4 separate regions of the Mus musculus genome follow, and all the other regions are linked to region 1. The links are chromatin contacts, called in public HiChIP or PLAC-seq and promoter capture Hi-C maps. All regions are on one chromosome and are shown on one strand. The core of a region is the stretch at or near the end of the contact, and the rest is flanking DNA. Distances in the headings are between cores, read along the strand shown. Region 1 holds the start of Clcn5 (chloride channel, voltage-sensitive 5). Region 2 holds the start of Ccdc120 (coiled-coil domain containing 120). Region 3 overlaps Dgkk (diacylglycerol kinase kappa). Region 4 holds the start of Ccdc22 (coiled-coil domain containing 22).

The links. Promoter capture Hi-C pulls out the DNA fragments that hold promoters and counts their contacts. HiChIP or PLAC-seq counts read pairs in DNA pulled down with a chosen protein or histone mark.
Region 2: a contact with region 1 is called in an H3K27ac HiChIP or PLAC-seq map of embryonic stem cells, with 2.9 times the contacts expected there. The contact joins the promoter of Ccdc120 here to the promoter of Clcn5 in region 1. A contact is called at or near these places in 3 of 39 promoter capture datasets (3T3-L1-derived adipocytes, hippocampal neurons and neural stem cells), 1 of 115 datasets of contacts at active chromatin or transcription factors (embryonic stem cells) and 1 of 9 other capture datasets (liver).
Region 3: an H3K4me3 HiChIP or PLAC-seq map of pro-B cells shows a contact between it and region 1, with 10 times the contacts expected there. The contact joins the enhancer-like site here to the promoter of Clcn5 in region 1. A contact is called at or near these places in 12 of 39 promoter capture datasets (the 3T3-L1 cell line, 3T3-L1-derived adipocytes, the C10 cell line and 6 more), 2 of 15 datasets of contacts at CTCF or cohesin (large pre-B cells and pro-B cells), 32 of 484 Hi-C or Micro-C datasets (the 3T3-L1 cell line, 3T3-L1-derived adipocytes, the 63-12 cell line and 22 more), 9 of 115 datasets of contacts at active chromatin or transcription factors (astrocytes, bone marrow-derived dendritic cells, bone marrow-derived macrophages and 6 more) and 2 of 9 other capture datasets (adipose tissue and liver).
Region 4: a promoter capture Hi-C map of neural stem cells shows a contact between it and region 1. The contact joins the promoter of Ccdc22 here to the promoter of Clcn5 in region 1. A contact is called at or near these places in 12 of 39 promoter capture datasets (the 3T3-L1 cell line, the SN4741 cell line, cranial neural crest and 7 more), 2 of 484 Hi-C or Micro-C datasets (the C2C12 cell line and macrophages), 1 of 115 datasets of contacts at active chromatin or transcription factors (memory CD8 T cells) and 2 of 9 other capture datasets (adipose tissue and pancreatic islet).

Annotation. Positions count from the first base shown.
Region 1 is chrX:7,316,409-7,322,693 of GRCm38.p6, forward strand. Clcn5 (chloride channel, voltage-sensitive 5) reads right to left here and starts at 2,950. Exons shown (of 14, transcript NM_001243762.1): 1 at 2,698-2,950; 2 at 251-415. The coding sequence starts at 266.
Region 2 is chrX:7,737,904-7,744,188 of GRCm38.p6, forward strand. Ccdc120 (coiled-coil domain containing 120) reads right to left here and starts at 3,421. Exons shown (of 10, transcript NM_207202.2): 1 at 3,309-3,421; 2 at 467-620; 3 at 259-349; 4 at 1-124. The coding sequence starts at 307.
Region 3 is chrX:6,918,320-6,924,604 of GRCm38.p6, forward strand. It overlaps Dgkk (diacylglycerol kinase kappa), which reads left to right. Exons shown (of 28, transcript NM_177914.3): 14 at 5,845-5,944. Among named protein-coding and RNA genes, the nearest start is that of Ccnb3, 120 kb to the right of the region's middle. Within about 2 kb of position 4,067, at least 3 of the 459 cell types and tissues checked have an H3K27ac peak or open chromatin away from gene starts, as enhancers often do. A contact at or near this core is called in pro-B cells, where this site is marked.
Region 4 is chrX:7,602,208-7,608,492 of GRCm38.p6, forward strand. It overlaps Ccdc22 (coiled-coil domain containing 22), which reads right to left and starts at 3,213. Exons shown (of 17, transcript NM_138603.3): 1 at 3,037-3,213; 2 at 1,953-2,130. The coding sequence starts at 3,086. It overlaps Cacna1f (calcium channel, voltage-dependent, alpha 1F subunit), which reads left to right and starts at 4,896. Exons shown (of 48, transcript NM_019582.2): 1 at 4,896-4,963. The coding sequence starts at 4,939.

The sequences.
Region 1 (6,285 bases), core at 1,700-4,199:
ATCCCCTCACAAATAATCCCCAGAAATACATATTTAATTGAAGGAAATTCTTCTCAATGCTTCCCACTAACATCCACTTGAGAATCATTTGAATATTCTAGCTTCTCTTAAATGAATGTGCACCACCCTGGTAAAGAAAGGGTTAAATTAAAGAAACAGCTGCCTGGCAGCTACTGGCACTGGGGGTGGGGTGGGGGTGGAAGACAGCAGGAGGAAAAACCAGTTAGAGGAATAAGTGTTAATTTCTTACCCTGCCACATGGCCATCTTGTACCTATCTTCTCCCACACTGGGGTCACAGGCTCAGAGCTTTCCAGTGCTCCCCCCCCCAAGTTTTGGAGGGGGACTTAAAGGAGGGTATAGATGGAGATGCAAGTGTGTGATTCTGCTTTCTGCAAGATTCTAAGGCCCCAAACCTGAAAATAAAACAGAAGAATAAAAATTGCAAGAGAACAATTTCAAATTCTTGAAACTGAGCCCCTGCCCCCGCAACCTCTCTTTCAAAGACAGCATACATAAGCAGCGTCAAGTTTCCCCCCTTCGCAGCAGTGAGGTATTGCTGGTGAGAGAGTGGAGCTCTACCATCAGTTAACACTGTCATTCACTACTGTAGGATCCTGTGTGAATCACTGGGGTTGGAGCTGTAAATGGGGCTGGACACTCATCCTGGGTTGAGTAAAGGGTTGGTTGAGGTGAATTGTGATAGCCTATCTTAAAGTTCCACACTCCGGTGCATGAATTCTTCCTCTGTCCATAAAGGTGCAGTGTTACATGAACACCTCAGTAGAAAACACAGAAGACTCTGTGAATAAAGTATTAAAATAAACCTTACAGACAAAAAAGGGAGCGTAATAAAAAGTAAGAAGCGATGATACCAGTTTGGGGAGGGGGGGACTGGCTCTTCCGTTCCACTTTATTTTATACTTTCCTCGTTTTGCAAAATTCCTATCGTGAACATATTCTATTGTTTGTATAATGAGGGAATGAGTCAAGGACAAAGAAAAACATAAAACTAGAATATTAATATTAATACAATCAAAGTAAGTTAGCTAACTCCCAGAGATGCATTTTCAAACCCAAAGCTGTTGAGAAGGCTCCTCAGTTAAAAAGAGCTTGGCGCTCAAGGCTGACTTCAATCCCAAGAATTCCAGTAAAGATGGGAAGAAAGAAGTGACTATATAAAGCTAAGCTCCCACCCATGAGCATGCGTGCGCGCACACACACACACACACACACACACACATACACACACACACACACACAACGGTATTGATCAATTTGGAATTTTTAAATTCAGTCTCAAAACAATAGTTTCCAGTTATATGACAGGAGTTAGAAAGCAAAGGAAAAATTAACGGGTGTGATTACCAGTTTGGGAGGGGGTGTCTTAGTTTGGTTTGGAAGTTTCATATATTAAGCACCCAGTACATTTAAACAAGTTTTTTAATAATTTATTTCCCTCATTGGGCATAAAAGCTAATTTGTATTTTTTTCCAGAAAGGCCCTCACCTTTTTGTCCTGAGGTGAATTCCTACTTCCATTGATTTTTACATAACCAACGTGTGCAACTCTGAAGTGGGAAAGCTAAAGCCCAAACGCTTAAGGCTAATACTAGTTGGAGAATAGTGTTGGCCCTCTTTAATGACCTCTTTTTCTTTAAAGAACAAAAAGGGTTCGTGTGTGCGCCAGTCCTCAAAACTCCAACAAAGACTGGGCTTTGGATGAGGAGAGGCTCCTGAAATCCAAGAAAAAGAGAGCTTAAACTCTAAGGATGAATTCACCAGGGAAAAGTGCTCCAATGAGTTTACCTGGAACATGGCTCAGTTTAAGTCGACTCCCCATCCCCCTCCTATTTTACTGTTAAGAAGTACTTACTGATCAGCACGTCGTGGAACAAGGGGAAATTTAACAGCTCTGAAATTCAACCCGGGAAATTACTAATACATTTATGAAGTATGTGTAAAGGGGAGTCTCACTGGTTTTTAATGCTTCACCTTCTGGCTTTCCCCTCATTTACTCGGCGCAGCTTCCACTGACGTTATCACAGGGCCACCCGTCCAACTTCAGTCAACTGATTTGTTCTGAAACGTTCATAAAGGTAAAAAGCACGTCAAAGTTAAGCTAAAGCTAAAGCTTTCTTTCCATTACTTGGAAAGGAGCTGGAGCGCGGGGCTCCAACCTCTGGAAGCAGCAGCTTAAGCGCATTGGGCGGCAAAGGGCGAAAACGCACACCAACTTCTTCGCCCAGACCGTCTGGACTGCACTTCGCTAAGAAGCCCTAGAAACCTGTGGCGGGTCCAAAGCAGGAGCAAGCCGAACCTGGCCTCGGCTGCGCTTTCCCAGCGAACGCCGCCCCAGCCCTGTCCTCTGGAGAAGCGACGCGGGCAGCCAAGCTCCCCGCTTTCAAAGCTGGGTGGGCTTGGCGCCGCTTGGCAAGGAAACTTCGATCGGCAGCCTGGGGACCCTGCTCCCCAGAACAGGGCTGGGCTGCCGAGGAGATGCCGCCCCGCTCTGGCAGGAACCAGGCTGTCCACCACCTCCTTCAGTGGCGGCCGGGCAGAGGGAACGCCAGCTCCGGGGACCGCGGTGGCAGGCGAGCGTTCTTCCCTGCTCGCCGTACCGGGGGGCTCCTCGGGTGGGCCGGCGGCCGGTGAGCCGGGAAGGACCTGTTGGGGAAGGGAAGCCCATTTGCCTTTACCTGTCACCGAGGTCCGGCGCGGCGGAGCCCGTGTCCACCGGCGGTGGGCAGCGCGCTCAGTCGGCTCTGGCGTTCCACACGGCGAGTAGAGCTAGCGCCCCACGTAGCCGGCAGAGCTTCATTCACACAGCCCAGCCGGGAGGAGGGGGAGCGGAGCGGGAGCGAGGCTCATGTGACAGGCGCCTTGGAGTATTAGCTCTGCCAAGACGGCGTCTGCGCATGCGCGCCACGGAGGGCCCGCTCCAGGCACCTCGGGCCGGCCAGGGGGGAAAGCGCCACCGAGAAGCAGCAGCTGGGAGGAGCTTCGGCATGCGCAACCGCAATAGGGTAGTCGGGCTTGCAGCCATATTTAATGAGGACTGGGCGGATCCAACCCAAATGCGGGGCGTGTCAGTTGCATTTGGGGGAAAAAAAAAGCAATGCTCCCTTCGGTTTCATTGTTTGCAGATTGCCTACCTTGGTTTTGCTTTTGTCTTTAGAACAAACTGTTTATCCTGAGTATCTTGCCCACAGCGGACATCAGACCACAAATTTAAGCCTCCCTTATGCCAGGCATTGTTCTGGCTAATATACTTTATTCGTTTCATTTAATGCTCACAAGAACTCATGAAGAGTGTGTCATTATCCGTTTTCCCTCATAAAAATACAGAGGCTCAGAAAGGTTACATAGCTTTTCCAATCTCACACTGTAGTAGCAATAAGAATAGTGATCAAATACAGTAGTGCTTGCAGGGGCCAATTTAATCCAACACAGGGAAATCTATACTGCAGTTACTTATAGGTATTATTGCCAATTTAATCATTGTCAAGCGAAAACTCAAGGTGACATATACTTCTAATCCCGATTCTTTGAGGTTGAAGGCAGGAGAATCGATGCGAGGTCATCCTAGGCTATATTGTAAGTTTGAAGGCAGGATGCTGTCTCAAAAACAGACAAACAAAACACAAAATAAAGCTCAGATTCCAACTGAGGTCTCTCTGTCTCCAAAGCCATTCCGAATAATTAGAAGAACTATCCTATCCTTGTGAGGAATGAACAGGTTATACAAATGGAGTGCAGCTATTAATTTATTGCAAGAACTAAGATTGGAATCCACATCATCAACACAAGTAATCTACCTAGAAGCCAAGTATTCAAATTCAAAATCCACTGTAGTAAATAGTATTTTTTTTTCTTGCAACAGGGACTCACTATTTAGCCTTGGATGCCTGAAACTCACCATGTAAACTAAACTGGCCTTGGGATCACAGATACTCAGCTGCTTCTGCCTCCCAAGCGCTGGGATTGTAGACCTGTGCCACACCCGTAGACTTTTTTTTTCTTTGAGAAGTTTATACAAGTATACAATAAACTATAATCTTATACGCTTCCATTTGCTCCCTCCAATTCTCCCCAAGAAATCCATATTTCCCCCAACACCTCCCCTCATAATTTCAAATTTCTTGTGTTAGTAACCCAATAAATCCAGTTAGTGCTGCCCATATTTGCAAGAGTGTGGGACCATTCGACAGACCAGGAAAAACCTACCAGAGGTCACACCCTCAAAGAAGAGCAATTCTCTCTCCCCAGGTGGGAAGCTATCAACTACCAATGGAATCTCAGTAAGAAATAGAGTCTGGATATCACCTCTCCCATCTCTGTAGGAATGTTGGTGGCTTGGTCTTGTTCAGGAGTCAGTGACCTTGTGGACAAAGGACAGTCTTTTACAGCACTCCTGTGCATCCTCCAGCTCCTGCATTCTTTCAATCTCCTCTTCTAAGATGGCCCTTAGGCCTAATTGGGGGTGGGGGTAGGGTTGAGAATTCTGTCATTTAGACTTCGGGCTGAGCACTCAGTCTCTTCTCAGAACTTTGGCCAGTTGTGAGTTTCTGTGTTTCATGGCAAAAAGAAGCTCCTCAGACCAAAGTTGAGAACAGCCCAGATCTATAGCTATAGACACTAATATTTGGAAGGCAATCATTTAGCTAAATTAAAATAGCAGGTTCTACCCAAGGAGTGACCCAGACATGGAGTTACAGTATCAGGCATAAAATTCTCTCCTGTGATAAAGGTTTCAATCAGAAAGTGGCCATCAACATGCCACTATTACACCAGTAGGCACATCTTGCCTGGCAGATCAGCAATGTTAACACAAGGGAGCAAAATTCAGTAAGGCCATGTATGCTCAGTGAATTTTGAATGCCTACTTTGGATAAGTTAAGGGTTTGGAAATATAAAACCTGTATCTGAGCCCAAGCCATGCAAAGCTTCCAGAGATAAAGCTATAATCAAACACAATGAAGTTTTGGGCTTATTTTAATACAAAACCTAACAGGAAAAAAAATGGTCATCTCACAGAGAAAAAAGATAGGGTCATGGGAGAAGACTAAACGTTAGATGAATTTCAAAAGAAGCCATGCTTCCATAAGCTCAAACCCTGATCATCACTGTGTGGATCTGGACTGTGGAGTGAATCCAGAGCTCTGCATTCTTGGGAACCCTGGAGTAGATATGAAATGTTGGATCCAGGTAGGCCTTTATCTAAAGCTCTATACCTGAGCCCCAAATCAAAGCTGCTTCTGTGTGCCAGCTTCGTTTATGCCCTCCACACACATGGGGTGATTTAGTGATGACAATACTAGTGGGTGATAACAAGTGGCAGGCAGCAAGATGCTGCTAGCTTATGACTGAAAAGGACAAAGGGGGTTTTTTAAACCACCATGGTCACCTACACTCCAGCCTATTACTACATACCACACTACAGTATCGAAGCATAGAGGTTGTGTGTGGTGTGAATGGAAAGGAACCGAGGCTAAATTAGAAGGACTGGGAATGCTGGACAGATATTCCTACTTGATTCAGAAACAAATGGGGGAAGAATTGAGGAAGTTTGCTTTGATGTGTGATGTGCGAGCACACACCACACACACACACATGATTTGTGCATGGTAAATATGCACTTTACTAATATGCCCAATAGTGAAAACGTTTGAACAAGGCAATCCTTTTGTTAGGACTCTTCCTTAAGAACTGAAATCAGGTGTGTTTTTGGTTTGGTTTGGTTTGGTTTGGTTTGGTTTGGTTTGGTTTTGGTTTTGGTTTGGTTTTGGTTTTGTTTTTTTGAGAAGTTTCTCTTTTCTGTCTTTTTTGTCCTGCTCAACACTTCAGGAGAGAAAAACAAGAGCTCACTTGTGCATTGATGAGGAAGCACCCACCCCAATCCCCGAGGAACTACAATACAAGTAACGGTCAAAAGAGTCTCCTCTGATAAAGGGGCATGAAAAAGGGCAGGCTGACTGGAAGCAAGTTTATCCCTCCAAGACAAGAGCCTTTGCTTCATCTGTAGGATTATTTGAGAGGCTTAGAGTCTCATAGAGTATGACGTGGCTGCAATACATAAATATAGCCACGTGGTGTCGCCACTGACCGCCAACAGCTTGGAGGGCTCCAATATTTAAACACACCCAATTCACACACACACACACACACACACACACACACACACACACACACACACACACACACACACATTTCATTTCATCTTTTGTGAGTTAAAAAAAGAAAAAAGTCGTGACAGCAGGCTCTAAAGTCAGACTGCATAGGCTCAA
Region 2 (6,285 bases), core at 2,171-4,670, 420 kb after region 1:
AGACACACTTTCCTGAGCTCTTGAAGTTTTACGCTCAGGGCCTCTTGCAAGGCTCGCTGGCGGTCAAGCAGCCCTCGAAGACGGTCTGACTTCACCAGTGGGGCAGCCTCTCCAAACAGGGCAGCTGCAGAGGAAGCAAAGGTAAGGACAGATAGGACATCCTGGAACAACTGCAGGTCCAGGGGCCAACCCCTCCCAAGCAGGCACAGGGAGACTGGGGCAGGGGGAGGGCAGTAGTAAGTGGAAGCAGCCACTGACCTGGGGCCGTGAAGGTAGGAGAACTGATCAGCTGACCTTTGACTTCCATCCTTGCACCGCTTGGACCTTGTGGCTGATGGCTGGATAAAGCCTGGCAGTAACACAGCACAAGAGGCGCTGAGGAAGATAATGCCATAGAACCCCTAGGCCATCCCCACTCCCCTTGCATCAGCTGAAAATATAAAGTACCCAGGTCCCACCTGCCTACCTGGCCTTTCCTCTCAGATTCTGTGTCAATGTCTGGACCCGCTTGGCCTGGTACCTTGGTTCCCTTCCCATTGAGTGCTAACACAGTAAGTGGGAAGCTGGGCAGACTTACAACACCTCCTCAGAGGCCCATAGGCCACAGCCAGGAGTCTCACCTAGGGAGAGAATTAACAGTAGAGTCAACTAGGTGTAACAACAGTAAGCACTTTCGCAGCCTTGGGTGCCTGGAACAGCTACCTGCTATATTACAATGAATCTTTCAAACCCCTCAGGCAGGAGGTCCATCATTATTAACTTTCCTTTTGAGATGAGGGGTGGAAAGCACACAGAAGTGAAATAATTCCCCAGTAAAGGGCAGAGCCTAGGACCACCCCTCTCACGGAACAGCTCCAACCCTAATAATGTCCTCTTGAGTGCCTCGACCCATCCATCCAGCTTTAGGGCCTTTGCCCAGGCTGTGGCCACAGCCTAGGGTGCTGTTTCCAGCCTCTTACCACTTGATTTTTATTTCTCGCTTATCATTTTGGGGCTGTTTTTGTTTTGACATAAGGTCTCGCTCTTGTAGCATCAGCCTGAAAGTCACTGTGTAACCCACACTGGTCTTGAACTCATGGCAATCCTCCCTTAGCCTCCCACATGCTAGGAATCTAGAGACAGGCACTACCACACCCAGCTCATTCTAAGGCTTAAATGTCCTTTTCCGAGGTGGCCCCTGAGTGATGTCTTCTCACAGCTACTGTTGAAAAAGACACTGCCCCTCCCTGTATTGTCATTTTGACAGGAAGCACGTCTGCCCCAGCGTATCATAGCCCCGGCACCTCAAGCACGGCTGCACACAGCAAGCAGTCCACAAACGGATGCCAGCGGGGTGAATAACTGCAAGGTAGCCAAGCCAGGCATCAGGGGTGGCTCTGCATCTATCTTCCTAATTCCATCCTGCTGCCCCACGACCTCAGGCTCCCTCCAGCCCCTCTTCCCTCCCACCCTGTTCTGAGACTAGCATACAGAAGTTACCCTGCTGAGAAGGGCGAGAAGCGCCATCCACAGCCACAGAAAACACATTACCTGCCCCTCTTTTTGTCCCGGGAAGCACTGGCTGATCATGGAGCACGCGTTGGCGAGCTGCCAGCCCTTCTTGTGCTTTTCTGGAGTTTGCTCCCTCCCTCCCACATCCTGCTCAGTCCCCAGCTGGGCAAGCAGGTGACATCACCTCCCACCACCTGTCCTAGCCTCTAAGGCAGGTGACTAGGAAGGCCTATCAGAGACAGCAGAGTTCTCGTTTTAACACCCCCCCCCCCCGACCCCTTGAAATCCACAGCTTGTCATGATGTGGTAGAGCAGACCCAGAAAACCAAGAACGCCAAGGAGAAGCCCCTTCCCCATTTTCACACTATAGGGTGTGCTCAGACTGTCTACAAGGTACCCCCGCCCCCCAGTTTTCTCTACAGTCTTCTGCTTGTCCCACAGAGTCTGTATCCCTCCCTCAAAGGACTCATGGACTATCCTCCACTGCAATGGTTAGGCAATCCCATAAGCCTTTTGTACAGAAAGTTTGTACACTGCAGGGGGTCTCACAAGCCCACCCATCTGAGGTCCAGCACTTTCGGCATGGTAGGGTGTCTTTAGTGTCCCACCTCAGCCTCCTCGGTCCCTCAGCCCCCGAAACTTCTACTTTCCCAGGACCCATTTTAATTCGGAAAACTTTCACAAGGCTTGCCTGAACCCTTCTCCACCCCAACAGAAAGCTAACTCCTCCCACCTTGGGTCCATTTACCCGTTCACCAACATTGTCTCATGTTTCACATCAGAGGGCCTCCGTCCTTCCTTCTTTAGAAAATTAGAGTATCCCGGAGTCGACACAGGGTCCAGTCAGGAACCCCGACTCCACCCCATCAGTCTGACCTCAGGGACATAGTTATGGCATGAGTCATTGGGTCACTAGGCAGGCTAGACATGGATCAACGCCCCACACCTCCATACCTGACTCAGGAACCTTTGCTTCTACTCTTCCATGTTCTGTACACTTGGAACTTCAGACTGCCTGACATCAGACAGAGATAGTAAGAAGGCAATCTACCACATTCCAGCATCACTACCATGCCCTCATATGAACCTCTGAGACCCTCCTGCCCACACCAGAGCTTTGCCTTGTCATTCTGTGGTCCTGTTACGGGCTTAGGTTGCAGCAAGCGAGCTACAGAGGGCACATGCGGGGAAACACACACACACAGAGGCAGGCCCAGCAGGTTTTTCAGGTCTGCCCTTCTGACACCACGGCTGAGAAAAATTCCTGGCTGTAATGACTGTTTACAACCAAGATACTTCACCTGGGTGGCACTCCAACACTGTCAATGAGAGCCCCATTTCCACATCCTGCCACCACTTGAGCAAATGCACACAGAGTCTGGACCTGATCCCCATTGCTCCCCCAAACATACAGCACACCCCCTTCAATTACTCTGGCTGAACAAACAAACAGAGGGACAAGCAGATACAGATGCCTGAACAACAGTGGTATCTAATCGGTTCAGCTCGTCTTCTCTGAGGCACTAGTCCTGATAAAAAGGGGGAGAGGGGCCGAGAAGAGAAGGCTGAGTCTCTGCCCCGTCCTTCCTCCTCCATTTTCCAACCAAGAATTATTTTGATATCAAGAAAGGAAAATGGACACGTGAGGCTTTGCCCTGGTCCCCTGATCCTCCCATACTGAACACCACCCCTCCTATCGCTACCCTATATTCTCAGGGTCCTCCTTCCTCAGATCTGGATCTCTAGAAGGGAACTTCCTCAGTTCCTGTGCCATTACCCTATCTCACGGCCCTGCCCCATTGCTCGCTGGTACTCACCAATGCCCTAGTGCTGGATGGCAGCCTCAAATATTTCCAAAAGAACAGTTGTCTCGTCCAGGCCCTAGCTTTCCTGGCAGTACAAGTGAACAGCAGTGACTGCTGTCTTGGCTACCTCCCACTAGGTAAAGGCCCAACCTACCTGGACAGGATGGGGTTGGCCCACACCTTTTAACCCTTACCTGCCCGCTTCCAGGGCTAGGGTCACCCCTGGGAAGGCAGTCTGGGGGACCAGGTGCCTCGGGGAGCCCAATATGGTCAAGGAGAAAGCATAGAATGCTTTCCTCACTGCGGATATCTAAGAGATAACTGGCCAATAAGCTCTAAGAATTGTGGGAGGAGCCACTGCCCAAATCCCCAGGCCACTGGAGCCTGCCTACACCCCGGGACATGGGGGCTAGGAAACTGTGAAATAGACAAACAGACATAGACATGGACACACACACACACACACACACACACACATATCTTGGATCAATTTCTCCCATAATTAGGATGATGATTTTCTAAGCTGCAGAGAGAAGTTGACCTTTCTAAGGAGAGACCAGATCTTAAGACACTCCCACCTTCTGTACTCCAGGAACAAATAAACCTAGGAAACACCATCATCTATACCCTACAACCTGAGGGGCGGCACAGAGCCAGCCTCCGCTGAGCTCTGAGCCATGGTAGAAATGGGAGGCCTGACTGAGAACATACTAATGTAAAGGCACAGGAAAGAGCCAGCTGGGGTGGGACACACCTTCCTTTAATCCCAGCACTCAGGAGGCAGAGGCAGGCAGCTCTGAGTTCGAGACCAGCCTGGTCTACAGAACTAGTTCCAGGACAGCCAGGGCTACACAGAAACAAACAAACAAAGAAACAAAAACAACCATAAGAAGGAGCAGAACCAGAGTACTAGACTGGGCCCTGCGCTAGAGGAGCCACTGGCTACTCCTGAAAGGAGAAAGAATACGAAGACTCAACTTTATCCATGTTCTCCCTGTTAACATTTCTAGCCTGGAGCGAAGCAGACAGGGAAATAAATTGAAAACTCTAAGTCCCTCTAATGCCCTTCAACACAACCCTACCTGGGCCCTAAGCTTGTCTTGGGCACATACCAAACATGCTGTACTCCAGGTAAGACAATCTATTTTGTGACCTCAGAACCCAAACCTAACCCCTATAGCAGCCGCTGCCATGTATGAACAGGGAGGGTTTTAGGGGTGTTCCCTGTTGGGGAGGAGAGCCTAGAGAAGAGTTCCCCCAGTCACATGTTATCAAGGCCTGCTGCCCCAGGTGCCCACCTTTCTTCCGGGTTATGAAATGTATGTGTGGAACACAAAGGCCCTTTCCATCTCCTTCCTCCCTTCTCCCTCCTTTGGACTGCTAGTGGAGGCAAGGAGCAAGCTGACATCCTCTTGGCAGCCATGGACCCCTCCCCACCCCCCTTGCAGGAGGCCACCAAGCATGTTGGGAAATGGATTTTTTTTCTTAAGTTTTTGTTTTTCAAGACATGGTTTCTCTGTGGAACAGAGCCCTGGCTGTCCTGGACTTTTTTGTAGACGAGGTTGGCCTCAAACTAACAGAAATCTGCCTGCCTCTGCTTCCTGAGTGCTGGGATTAAAGGTGTGTACCACTACAGACAGCTGGGAAAATGGATGTTTATAACCAGGGACAAGAGAAATGAAAAATTAGGAAAATAATTCAGATAGAGCCTCAGAGTTTTGGTTACCTCATCTGTAAAATGGACAAAATAGACAACAGGGTCCACAAGAACATATAACTCACACCAAATCATTAATGGCCAATCATAAGAACAAGATATTTGGAATTAGAGAGGTGGTTCAATATTTAAAGGGTGTATGTGTGTGTGTATAACATGTATAATATACAGTATGTCTAATATTACATATTAGACATATAATATATAATATATAATATACATGTATCATATACTATATATCATATATTATATAATATATAATATACATATATATAATATATACATACATGTGTATATTATATATAATATACATACACACATACATATACACTGTTCCTCCGGAAGACCTGAGTTCGATTTGAGCATCCATATAGTAGCTCACAACCTCCTATAAATCCAATTCCAGGGAAATTCAACATCTCTCAGGTACCTGTGCACATGCACCACACACACACACACACACACACACACACACACGGTTAAAAATTACACCTATGAAAAATTTTAAGATTTCACTTACTTTTCTTTTTTTTCTTTTTTCCCAAGACAGGGTTTCTCTGTGTAGCCGTCAGTGTCCTGGAACTCACTCTGTAGACCAGGCTGGCCTCAAACTCTTAGAAATCCGCCTGCCTCTGCCTCCCTAATTCTGGGATTAAAGAAGTATGTGCCACCGTGTCCAGCTTATTTTTCTGTGTATGAGTGTTGGCTTGATTGTGTCTGGGAACCATGTGTCTGCAGTGCCTGTGGCGTCCAGAAGAGGGCCACAGACACCCCCCCACCCCCCAGACTGGAACAACAGATGAACCATCATGTGGCTGTTGGAAATTCAATCTGGTCCCTCTGGAAGATCAGCCAGTGTTTTCAATCGCTGAGCCTTCTCTCCAGCCACAGCAATTTGAACAAATTTGTTTGTTTGTCTGTTTTTAAAGAACTTGAGAGATCTGGCTTAGTGATTATGATGAGCACAAGCTCTTCTAGAGGACTGGGGTTTGCTTCCTGGCCTCTGGATCAGGCGGTTCACCACAGTCAACTCTAGCTCTAAGGGATCCAACACCTTCTTTCTGGCCCCTGTGAGTATTAGTACACAGGTGACATATGACACAGATATACACAAAAATAAAAACAAACCTTAACTCCTGGCAGTGGTGGCGGTACAAGCCTTCCTTTAAGCCCAGCACTCAAGAGGCAGAGGCAGGGGGATCTCTTGAGTTCAAGGCTAGCCTGAGTGAGGTCCAGGACAGTCAAGGTTATGCAGAGAAACCCTGTTTCAAA
Region 3 (6,285 bases), core at 2,817-5,316, 400 kb before region 1:
TGTTGAACTTTTTTTAGGTGCTTCTCTGGCATTCGGTATTCCTCAGGTGAGAATTCTTTGTTCAGCTCTGTGCCCCATTTTTTAATGGGGTTATTTGGTTTTCTGGAGTCCATCTTCTTGAGATCTTTATATATATTGGATATTAGTCCCCTATCTGATTTAGGATTGGTAATGATCCTTTCCCAATCTGTTGGTGGTCTTTTTGTCTTATTGACGGTGTCTTTTGCCTTACAGAAGCTTTGCAACTTTATGAGGTCCCATTTATCGATTCTCGATCTTACAGCACAAGCCATTGATGTTCTATTCAGGAATTTTTCCCCTGTGCCCATATCTTCAAGGCTTTTCCCCACTTTCTCCTCTATAAGTTTCAGTGTCTCTGGTTTTATGTAGAGTTCCTTGATCCACTTAGATTAGACCTTAATACAAGGAGATAGGAATGGACTAATTCACATTCTTCTACATGAAAACTGCCAGTTGTGCCAGCACCATTTGTTGAAAATGCTATCTTTTTTCCACTGGATGGTTTTAGCTCCCTTGTCAAAACTCAAGTGACCATAGGTGTGTGCGTTCATTTCTGGGTCTTCAATTCCATTGGTCTACCTGTCTGTCGCTATACCAGTACCATGCAGCTTTTATCACAATTGCTCTGTAGTACAGCTTTAGGTCAGATATGGTGATTCCAACAGAGGTTCTTTTATCATTGAGAAGAGTTTTTGCTATCCTATGTTTTTTGTTATTCCAGATGAATTTGAAAATTTCCCTTTCTAACTCAGTGAAGAATTGAGTTTGGAATTTTGATGCAGATTGTGTTGAATCTGTAGATTGCTTTCGGCAAGATAGCCATTTTTACAATGTTGATCCTGCCAATCCATGAGCATGGGAGATCTCTCCATCTTCTGAGATCTTCTTTAATTTCTTTCTTCAGAGACTTGAAGTTCTTATCATACAGATCTTTTACTTCCTTAGTTAGAGTCACACCAAGGTATTTTATATTATTTGTGACTATTGTGAAAGGTGTTGTTTCCCTAATTTCTTTCTCAGCCTGTTTGTCCTTTGTGTAGAGAAAGGCCACTGATTTGTTTGAGTTAATTTTTTTTTATCCAGCTACTGCACTGAAGCTGTTTATCAGGTTTAGGAGTTCTCTAGTGGAATTTTTAGGGTTACTTATATATACTATCATATCATCTGCAAATAGTGATATTTTAACTTCTTCCTTTTCAATTTGTATCCCTTTGACCTCCTTTTGTTGTCGAAATGCTCTGGCTAGGACTTCAAGTACTATATTGAATAGGTAGGGAGAAAGGGATCTTTTGGCATTTTGCATTTTCTTTTTTTTATTTTTTAAATATTTTTTATTACGTATTTTCCTCAATTACATTTCCAATGCTATCCCAAAAGTCCCCCATACCCCCCCACTTCCCTACCCACCCACTCCCCCTTTTTGGCCCTGGTGTTCCCCTGTACTGGGGCATATACACTTTGCGTGTCCAATGGGCCTCTCTTTGCAGTGATGGCCGACTAGGCCATCTTTTGATACATATGCAGCTAGAGTCAAGAGCTCCTGGGTACTGGTTAGTTCATAATGTTGTTGTACCTATAGGGTTGCAGATCCCTTTAGCTTCTTGGATACTTTCTCTAGCTCCTCCATTGGGGGCCCTGTGATCCATCCAATAGCTGACTGTGAGCATCCACTTATGTGTTTGCTAGGCCCTGGCATAGTCTCACAAGAGACAGCTATATCTGGGTCCTTTCAACAAACGCTTGCTAGTGTATGCCATGGTGTCATCGTTTGGAGGCTAATTATGGGATGGATCCCTGGATATGGCAGTCTCTAGATGGTCCATCCCATTTTGCATTTTCTTTGATTGTTGTGTCCATACTCTCTATGGAATCTTCTGCACCTGAGATTCTCTCTTCCATCTCTTGTATTCTGTTGCTGATGCTCATATCTATGGTTCCTGATTTCTTTCCTAGGGTTTCTGCCTCCAGAGTTGTCTCCCTTTGGGTTTTCTTAATTGTTTCTACTTCCATTTTTAGATCCTGGATGTTTTTGTTCAATTCCATCACCTGTTTGATATTGTTTTCCTGTAACTCTCTAAGGGATTTTTGTGTTTCCTCTTTAAAGGCTTCTAGCTGTTTACCTGTGTTTTCCTTTATTTCCCTCTTAAAGTCCTCCATCATCATCATGAGAAGTGACTTTAGATCCATGTCTTGCTTTTCTGATGTGATGGTGCATCCAGGACTTGTTAAAGTGGGAGAGTTTGGTTCTGATGATGCCAAGTGACCTTGGTTTCTGTTGCTTCTGTTCTTATGCTTGCTTTCTGTCATCTGATTATCTCAAGTGCTTGCTGCCCTCAATATATCTGATTAGAGCCTGTCCTTCCTATAATCCCAGTTGATTCAGGACTCCTCAGAGTTCAGCTTTCTCTGTGATCCTTTGATTGTGGGCTCCTGTGAACTTGAGATTCTGGGTGTATCAGAGTTCTTGGCAGTCAAGTTCCTCTGAGACCCTGAAATACTGATGTGACCAAGCTCCTTTTATCCTGGGATCCTGTTGTCAAAGATCCTGGGCGTGTTACAGTGTCTGGAAATGGTGTCTCCTTTGAGGAGCATGGAGCTGTCTGGTCACTGATCCTAAGATCGCGTGGAGAGTCCTCTGGGGACTGTGGAGATGTCCACTGATTCGGCACCCAAGGTGACCCGGTGCTGGTGCCAACCGGAAGGGACTTGTGACCCTGGTCAGGCCAGCTTTTCTGCTTCCCTAATGCTGTCTCAGGTCCCACCCTATTGGATTGGAACTGATGTTGTGTTCCACTCACCAATGATCCTAAAATCCCGTGGAGAGTCCTCTAGGGACCATGGGGGTATCCACCGACTCCGTGCCCTAGGTGACCGGGTGCTGGTGCTGACCAGAAGGGACTTGTCGCAAATATTTTCTTAGGTGTCAAGTGGCCCCTATAAAAAGGTCATTCAAACCCCAAAGGGGTCACCACCCACAGGTTGAGAGCTGCTGCTCCATTCTGTCTTCATTGCCTAATAGTCTATCTTCCATATGATTCATCCTATTGGGACGCTTTTCACCGACATTTTTATTTGATCTAGTATGTTTTTCATTTCCATCATTATTATGGTTTGAGGTTTTTAGGTATGTCTATTTCTTTATTAAATTCTATTTTCAGATCCTGAACTGACTTCCTTGTTTCATCCAGCTGTCTCTTTGTGTTATCTTTGAAACGACTGGAGTCCTCTCTGAGATATTATTACATATGTATAATTATTGCTTTGCATTCTGAAACTTGGATTTTGTCTAATCAATTTTGCTTGGGGGTCATTAGTATGGGCTTGGTAATTTCTGGAGGAGATAGGGTTTTCACGTTACATGGGGTTTTGCAGTGGGATCAGCTTTGGGGGATTAAGATGCATTGTTTTTACTCTTTTTCTTCTGGTCGCCTCTCTTCTTTCAGTGAGTATGTTTGCAATGCTCAGGAGAGACTGGGTTGCAGCGGGTGGGGTAATGTTTTCATCTGTTAGACTAGTGTTCCGGGTAGCAGGCTCTGTCTCCAGTCTGAGGACTGACTACTGTCTGAAGCACCAGTCACTATTCCATAGTTCAAGCACTCTGATAAAATACTAGAAAGTGAGTATGAAAAAGACACTTAAAAAGTACTGACTACTTTAGGGAATAAAGGACCCCCAATGCTGCTGTGTATGCTCATATATTAGTATGAGAAGAATGGAAAAGAAGAGAGGAGGTGAACAATCCCATTGAGTCTAGTGATGAGTGTTCTGTTCTTATGTTGGAAGTAGGGATGGGAATAATCGAGGCAAAGGAGACATGGAGTTAATATATGGGAGTTTTGACTAGTGGTAGATTAAAAAGTAGAGGTAAAGATATGTATCCCAATTTCATAAATAAGGTCAGCCTTTGGGCTTTAGGAGACGTAGTACTAAGGAATGCATATGGAGAAAGAGGAAGGAAGAAACAAATGAAAGCAAAAGAGGGAGTAAAACAGCAAAAGGTGTGAACAGCAGGGGACACTGTTGGCCTGCATTTATAATGCCCTACTGTGCATCATACATAAGAAATAGCTATAGAGGAAGTCGATGAAGTGGGATATACGAAAACAAGATCGCTGTCCTGAATGTCGTTTGGGCTTTTTTTTCCTCTTTGTTAGAGCCACTGGTTTTTCTCTCCTGTCCTGGTTGTGGCCCTGGTCACACTTGGTGTTGATTTTTACCAGCTCCTACCAGTGGGCTCTTGGGTTGTCTTATATATAGTTTTTTTTGACTCTGTTCTGTGGGCTGTGGGTAGCTAAGGCAAACTGCATCTAGCCCCACTTGCTGCGTTCACACAAAGACAGAAGCCGTTGCTGGCTCTGTGGTAGCCAAAGCACTGTTTAGAGGTGTGCCTAGCTCCCATGGCTTCACCTCTTCCCACTGACTTACTTACTGGTCATAGCCTTGGCAGCAGTCACTGGAAAACCCTTCTATGAAATTCCTACCAACACTTTTATGGATATCCTGGTGGGATTCTTTGAGCCTATTTTAAATGAAGTAAAATGGCCATGTGGTGCTGGTGCCTGCATTGGTTGCGATCACAGCAGCAAGTTCAAGCCACTAATAGAGATATTCCACGGGTTTGATGGTACGTGAGGTTTATTGGGGTATTGATCACATAGACTCTAGGACTGGAGAAGAAGCAGATTGGATGTTAATGTACTTAGGTCCCTTTCAATTACTTAACTGTAATAAGCAATTCATGCTGCAGTGTGGCTTCTAGTCCTGTTCATTGGCTTTTTCATTTCCAGCAGGATTTCAGTTTAACTTTCTTCAGTAATTTTATGTTTTTATTGAATTCTCTTTTCATAATGTGTATTGACTTCTTTATCTCTTTTGTTCTCTTAGAGACTAGTCTTGTCTTCTTTGAGTTGTTTGGACATGCTTATAATCATTCTTTCTAATCCTTTCTCTGAAATTCTCCCCCATCCTTTTCATTAGGTTTCATTATTATGGGATCAGTAATTTTTTGTGGATATAAGTTTTCTTGGATTAGCATGCCAATTTTGTTTGTTTCCTTCCTGGGACTTGCACATATGAAATTATAATGTCTAGTGAGTGGAAATGGGAGTGGTGGCTAATATTCTGGAGACTGCTTACATTTCAGGTCCAGCTAGGGTATCCACAGCTCTTGTATGGGCGGGTTCTCTGTGGACTCCTTACCTCTGGGCATAAGGGTGGCAAAAGTCAGAGTCCTAGGTCCCATCAGCCCTGGAATATTAGGGGACTAGTGGAAGTTTGAGCCAAGTATCCAGGGACTGATGCCTTACCTGTGTGCTGTCTTATAACTCAAGCAACACACCCCCCTCCTAAACATTTGGCTCTTTCATTTTCTCTTGCACTCTTAGGAACAAAGGCTCTTAGCCCATCCACTACACTCTCATCTGAGAAGCACTAATCACATACACAAAAGACATTCCCTTGTGTCATTGCATTTATACTTTATCAGCTAGCCCTTGAACTAGCACCGACTGACCCATGGTGAAAATGTAAGCCAAACAAAGTCTCTTTTTCTGGTCATATATAACAGTTACTAAGAAATGCTAGGAAACCTATCTCAGGTACATCCCTTGGGAAGTGGGGTGAAACTGGACCTAAGTGGGAAAGGAGCATGCTTCCTCATATGTACAGGGAAAAATAAAACACAGAAAGACGGATGGTAAGAGGGAAAGTGGACAGAGAAGGCAGGGTATGTTGTAAAAAGGAGACAGAAGGGGGAGGAAGATCTATAACAACTCTAGGTCTCACAGGCTCTTAACACATATGCTATCTACCTCATCTTTCCAGATTCCTGTGCTCAGCAGTGGAAGATTTTGTGGAAGATATTGTAAAGGCCTGGCACCAAATAAAACAGAACAGCACAGCAGTGGAGTCTGTGATTTTGAAAGTAAGTGTCCTTTCTTACTATCTCATCCCTTTGTGAGCCGGCACTCACTTTTTCAATACAAGAGTGTGCCTCTTACTGGGGAATCATCAAGTAGTGGCAAAGTTAAGTGGGTGCTGAATCTTCTTAATGAGGAAGGCCCAACTTCAGAACTTCATCTTGGCCAAATGAACACTGGTGCTTTGATGTAAATCCATATCCATCTCCATGCACCTAGTTATATATCAAGAATCTGCCCACAAATAGACAGTAGTGTACATTAAGGATCAGTGAATGGAGTTATGCACCAAAGCATGCATAAAGATATATGCATATACATTTGCAAAAGATGGAGATATTAGTAC
Region 4 (6,285 bases), core at 1,963-4,462, 290 kb after region 1:
GAGAAAATGTGTCACTGGGGGTGGGCTTTGAGGTTTTAGAAGCCCATGCCAACCAAGACTAGAGTCTTTCTTCCTGCCGCCTTGGGATCCACATGTAGAAGTCTCAGCTACCACATCTGCCTGTGTACTGCCATGCTCCTTGCCACGATGATAATGGTCTAGACCTCTAAAACTGTAAGTAAGCCTCAATCAATTGCTTTCTCTTATAAGAGTTGTCATGGTCATAGTGTCTCTTCACAGCAACAGAGCACATACTAAGACACCTATATATAGTAAGAGATGCCAAAAAGAGAGAGGTGGCTTAGGTACAGAAATAGACACCAGAAGCAAGGTATATACAGAGGAAGACACCAGAACACACAGTGCTGAATTGGAGACACTTTCTGGTTGTTCTGGCAAACCATGGCTACTGAGCTGGACAATTACATATGATATATATATATACATACATATATATACATATATATATATATATATATATATATATACATACATATATATATATTTGTGTGTATGTGTATATATGTATGTATGTGTGTATGTATCTATATGTATGTATGTATGTATATATACATATATGTATATACATATATAGAGATATATAGATATATATATCCCTTAACCACCAGGTTCTCTACTCCACAATGAAATCAACAGGAGCCACAAGATCAAAAGGCAGACAGCACTGAGAAGGGGAACATCAGAGAAAGCCTCAGCCCACCACCTTGGTGCTTCCCACCGAGTTCCTTTCAGGCCCAGTAGAAGACATAATTTCTTTCGTCTTTGAAGGCCATCTTCCAGAACATGGTCCCAGATCAGGGGTGGACTGACAGTTTCATGGGACCATGGTCTAGACCATGTCTAGAGTCCTAGACAGAAGAAAGTGAGAGCTCTTGATAGCTAGGCAAACCTGAGAGTAATGAGCAGGATAGGCAGAGCCAACAGGGTTACTGCTCAGACCAAAACTGCATAAACAGTGGTCCAAGGCGAACAACTGTGATGACCTGTCCCCTTTAGTATACTGGATGGATACTCTACAGATCTACCATAGACTTACAGCAATTTATTGAGTATTCTGGAAAAATCAACAATCACTCCATAGCCACAGGCTGCTGGGATACAGGCTGCCAAAGTATGTGATCAACTATTCCTATAGCAACTCAGTTTTTGCTTTGTGCATGCTGGAGACTTGAACCCAAGACCTCATACATATGAAGTACAAACTCTGAAACTGAGCTACACACTGGTTCACTTTGGCTTTCACACACAGCCAACACAGAGAAACTGAGGACCAAAAAGGTTAAAAGGCAGGTTCAAAGCTGCAAAGACAGTGAGCTACAAGAAAAGGTAGACCTCTCTGCTCTTGACCACAGTAAATGGGCACAGCTCTGAAGTGAAGAGGGGTGGGTGCTTCATGAGAGCATCATTTTTGGAACTATGAGAAGCACAATACAATGGAACAGACAATGACCTTCCTCTTCCCCAGTCCCATTGATGAAACAAGTAATCGCAGGTCCGATAGGATGCCCATGAGGTCTGGGCAGAGCTAGTCAGAGCTTTATTTAGGAGAATGTAACCCAGTCAAGGTCTTCCTTCAGCCCTAATAAATAGGTAAATGGCCTACTATGTGACAGTGGAGTGAGATTTTGATGTCAAGCTTAGAAGGTGGCTGTTAACATTAGCCTGAGCACAAACCGAATCAGCTCATTTAATCCACACAAGCTCATTATATCATCTCCATTTCACAAATAAGGAGAAGGCATAGAACAGTTAGGGTCACACAGAAAGCGTGAACTGAACTAGGTAGGGTCTGAACTAGTCACACAGTTTGGCTACAGAGGCAGCAGCTTTAGCTATACAAAGGGACAGAGAAGAAGGCAAGTGTCAAAGAACTTGGCGACTTTGTGAAAAAGGAAGGAAGACAGTGTGCACACTGGGAGGAGGGCACTCACCATGCAGGCCTGGGCCAGACTCATGGCCAGGCGGAAGCGGGCAGACATGGCTGGTGGTAGCAAGTGACTGAGGCCAGAGCCCACATCAGGATTAATCACTCGAAGGCATCGGACCACAGCCTCTACGACCAGCTCAGTGGTGAAAGCTCGCAGAGTCTGCACTTCTGGAGGAACTGCCCTAAAAAGGAAAGCACCAGGCTTGAGTAGTTAGGAAACAAAGTACAGACTTCTAGAGAGGGAATGCTCTAGAATCCAGGTCGGGGCAGGGAACAACCAAGGCTTCAACAGATCCTGGGTGCTGGTGACTATGACCTTTACTTAGTCCTAAGACCTCGGTGAATGAGGGTGACCTGAATTCAGAAAAGTCTCAAACTCCCCTACACTTCAAAGTTTCCAACCTCTGGGATCTGCAAAAGTGAAAATGGTCCAAGTGGCACAGTCTCCATATTTCTGGGCACCAGGACATTGTTCTTTGCATGGCAAGGCCTCCTAGATCTACGAGGTTTGGGAAAGCTACATAGGAAGAGGCTGGAGTTTTCAGAAGTCTCAAATGTCAGGGTCAATAAATAGAAATAAAAAATCGGGCATCCTAAATTTTGGCATCAAGGACTTTTAGGTCCCTCAAATAGTGCATCCTTTGTGTTCCTGTGTTACCAAGTGCTGCTACTGTCAGAATGTAGGGCCCTGGTATTTTGATAAGTCCTGGGAGTTTCAGGAGTTATTGTTCGAAGATCAAGTTGCCAGTCTCAGGAATTCTGGAGACTCTGGGTGCCAGACTCCTGTGTTATCAGTTTCCTGGTGTGGGTGTCCTGGAACCTCTAGATATCAGGATCCCAGCATATGCAGGTCTCAGTTTGTAAGGTGTCTGAGTCCTCGAGGTTTTACCCAATGTCCACATCAAAGTATTTAGGAAAGTCATGATGTTAGAGTGTAAGCAGGGAGGAGGAGGAGAGGCTTCGGAATCCTGTAAGTTTGGGCCTTTGGGTGTCAAGGTCTTCATTTTAAGGTTCCCGGGTAATGGGGGTCCTAGGATTTGGAGTCCCGGATGTGAGCAATTGGAGGCGACTGGGGGTTGCGTACTTACGTGCCCGCCTGGCGCAAGGAATGGATGAGGATTCGGTCAGCCTCCTCCATGGTGGAGTTAATTCTAACTCCGGGGCTGGGTCTAGGACCAGATCAGAGAAATTGGAGCTCTCCGCGCTGCTCTCGGCGCGGCGAGGACAGAGAGTCACGTGCCGCGCGAGGAACATTGGGAAATGTAGTTCTAAGGAGTGAGCGTTGCGCAGGCAGCGGCGCTGGAGGCGGGGTGTGAATTACGTAATGGCTCCTGGAAGTTGTAGTTCTTTCACTTGTAGTCCCATGGTCTCCTCCAAGGGAAAAAAAAAGGAAATGGGCTGGGGAGTTGAGAGACAGGACAGAGAAAAATTTTCATTTATAAGACACGTTCATCTTCCAAGCTATAAAAGTTTATACGTGTACAAAATGACTGTTCCCCCGTGTCTTGCTAGCCTCATCTGTAAAGTGAGAATTTGGATAATACCTTCTTCCTAGGGTTAAGACATAATTGCTACGACTGGGGATGTGACTCAGGATAGCCTCACAACCTGAGTTCTCTCCCTGAGATCCACATGGTGGAAGGCAGGAAATGACTTGATAAGAGTCTGAATTCCACGTGTGCACTGTGACACATTTATGCTCGTGAGCACACACAAAAGGATCATAAATAGATTTTAAATAAATAAAACAAACGTCATTGCTCGAGTAAACCTACTTAACCACCAACCACAACAAACTGAGGTCGATCCTCCCTGGGACCCAAGAGACATAAAAAGAGAATGGACTCCTACAAAATGTCCTCTGACATCTACACATGTGCAGCAGTACCACTATCATGCACACAAAATAGATGGAAAAAGCAAAGAATTACTAGACCAGGCGTAGTGGTAAACATCTGTAATCTCAGCACCTGTCCCAAGTGTAGATTGGGCTACAGAAGGAGATCACCTCCTTATGAAACCATTCCTTATTGAACAGCCTCTTTTGTCTCTACTATCCAGTAGTGCTAACATTTGTCATAATCACACATACACATCACATACTTGACTCAGTTTCTGAACTAAGCTCTCTCTCTCTCTCTCTCTCTCTCTCTCTCTCTCTCTCTCTCTCTCTCTCTTTCTCCTCTCGTTGTGCTATCCTGTCTTGCTTTGGTTTGGTTTTCAGACAACAAAATCTTGCAATGTAGCCCAGGCTGGCCTCAAAATTGTAATAATAATATTTCTTTCTCCCAAGTGCTAGGATTAAAGGCTTGTACCACCGCCCCTGACTGTATTCTATTTTTAATTACTGTAGATTTACAATGAGTCTTGATATCATATATGGCAAGCCCTCCCATCTTGTTGTCTTGTTCTTTTTCAAAATGGATTTGGCTTTTTTGTTTTTTGGTTTTGGGGTTTTTTGTTGTTGGTGGTGGTGTTTTGGTATTTTGTTTTTGTTTTTGTTTTTATTTTTTGTCATTTGTCTCAAAGACTGTCAATTCCAAAGAAAACTATGCTGAGATTTTGTTTGGTATAGCTAATGCAGAATGCCAAGAAGATCACTTTGGGGAACTTTACAGCATCACTAAATGTTACATATTTCTCCATTTTATGTCCCTTTGATATTTACTATCTGACTTTTTTCCTAGAGATAAATATATATATATATTAGGTTTTTCCTATGTACCTCAAGTGTTATATGCTATTGGAAAATTATACCTTTTTTTTTTCGTATTTTGGTTTCTGCCTGCTTGGTGCAGATATCGATTTACTATACACTTAACCAGTGCCTTTCCCCTTGCCAATCTCAGACCTACAAATATCCCATTTGCTCCCCCTGTTCACCCTCCCAACTGACACCATTTTTCCCCGCCCCGTGACCTTAATCTCTCTAAGGCTGGGAGAGGAGAGGGAGGACTGTGTGCAGATGGTCCTTATATCTCCTGAGGAGGATGTCGGAATCTGAAGTCGGGAAAGGTGAGAGAAGCCATCCACCCCTGAAGACCCTTGAAGTGACCCTGGGCTCTGGTCCACCCTCATCCTCTCACCTACCAATTGCCCACCTGGATCCTACTCCCAGAGAGGTCTCTGGGGAACTAGAGTATCATCCCCCTCTTCCTGTCCTAGCCTCCCCTTAAAAGAGCTTCTTTGTCACCCAATCTCAATTGCACAACCTAGCCTATGTGTTATCCTCAATAGCCCCTAACCTTATGCATAGCCTTAGTTCCCAAATGAAACCCAGACTCAATCCTGACCCTAGCACTCACTCCAAATCCAGCCTCACACTAAACCTTAATCTAAACCCTGCTAACCAAAAGACAATCCCCCACCTCCACCACATGGGACATTAGAATCCAAACCGCATGATAGCTACAGACCTTATCATGAACTTGAAGGTCATCTAACATCTAGACGCCAGTACTGCTATGGAGTGATTTCCCTGGCTGTCCAGAAACAGCACAGACCCTTTTTCAAGTTGTTATTAATTTATCTTATAAGTGTGTGTATGTGCCTGAGTTTATGTATGAGTGTCATGTGTGTGCATTGACAGCAGAGGTAAGAAAAGGTGTCAGATCTCCTAGAACTTGAGTTCCAGGAGACTTTGAGCTGCCATGTGAGTGCTGTGAATTAAACCCATGTCCTTTGGAGGAGCACTATGAGCTCTTAACCACAGAGCCAATGCTCCAGGTTGAGCAGACCCTTCCTTCTACAAACACAAAATGAATGCAGATCAGGAACATACAGCTAGTGCTGCTGTAAGCTGCGGAGGCTCAAGAGTCAGAATGCCTTGGTTTGGCTCTTGATTCAGCCACTTCGGCAAATTATTAACGCTTGCATTTCAATTTTCTCATTTTCAAAATCAAAATAATATCACATACTAGACATTCGTATGAATATTGAGCTCAACTTACTCCTCACAACATCCTTATAATTCAGGCAACTATTATTATCCTTTCCATTATACAGATAAGAAAACTGAGGCTCAGATGTAATCCCATAATTGACTCAATGCAATACACAACTTCTAAATAGTAGTAAGGATTTTAATCCAGACGTCTTATTTCCTTCAAAGCTGGGGACCTTAACCAGGTTGACCCTTTACCCCTCTCAAAAGCTGAAACAAAGCCACAGACAGAGTCATGAAACTACAGTCTGAAAACACCAATGCAAAAGGCAAATTCTACTCAAAATGTATCCCTCCCTCACTTTGATCCTAATTCCAAGCCCAAGTCATTCAAATACCCAGCTTCAGCCCTAAATAAAACCTCAACCAAACTCCATTCTTGCATATATCAATT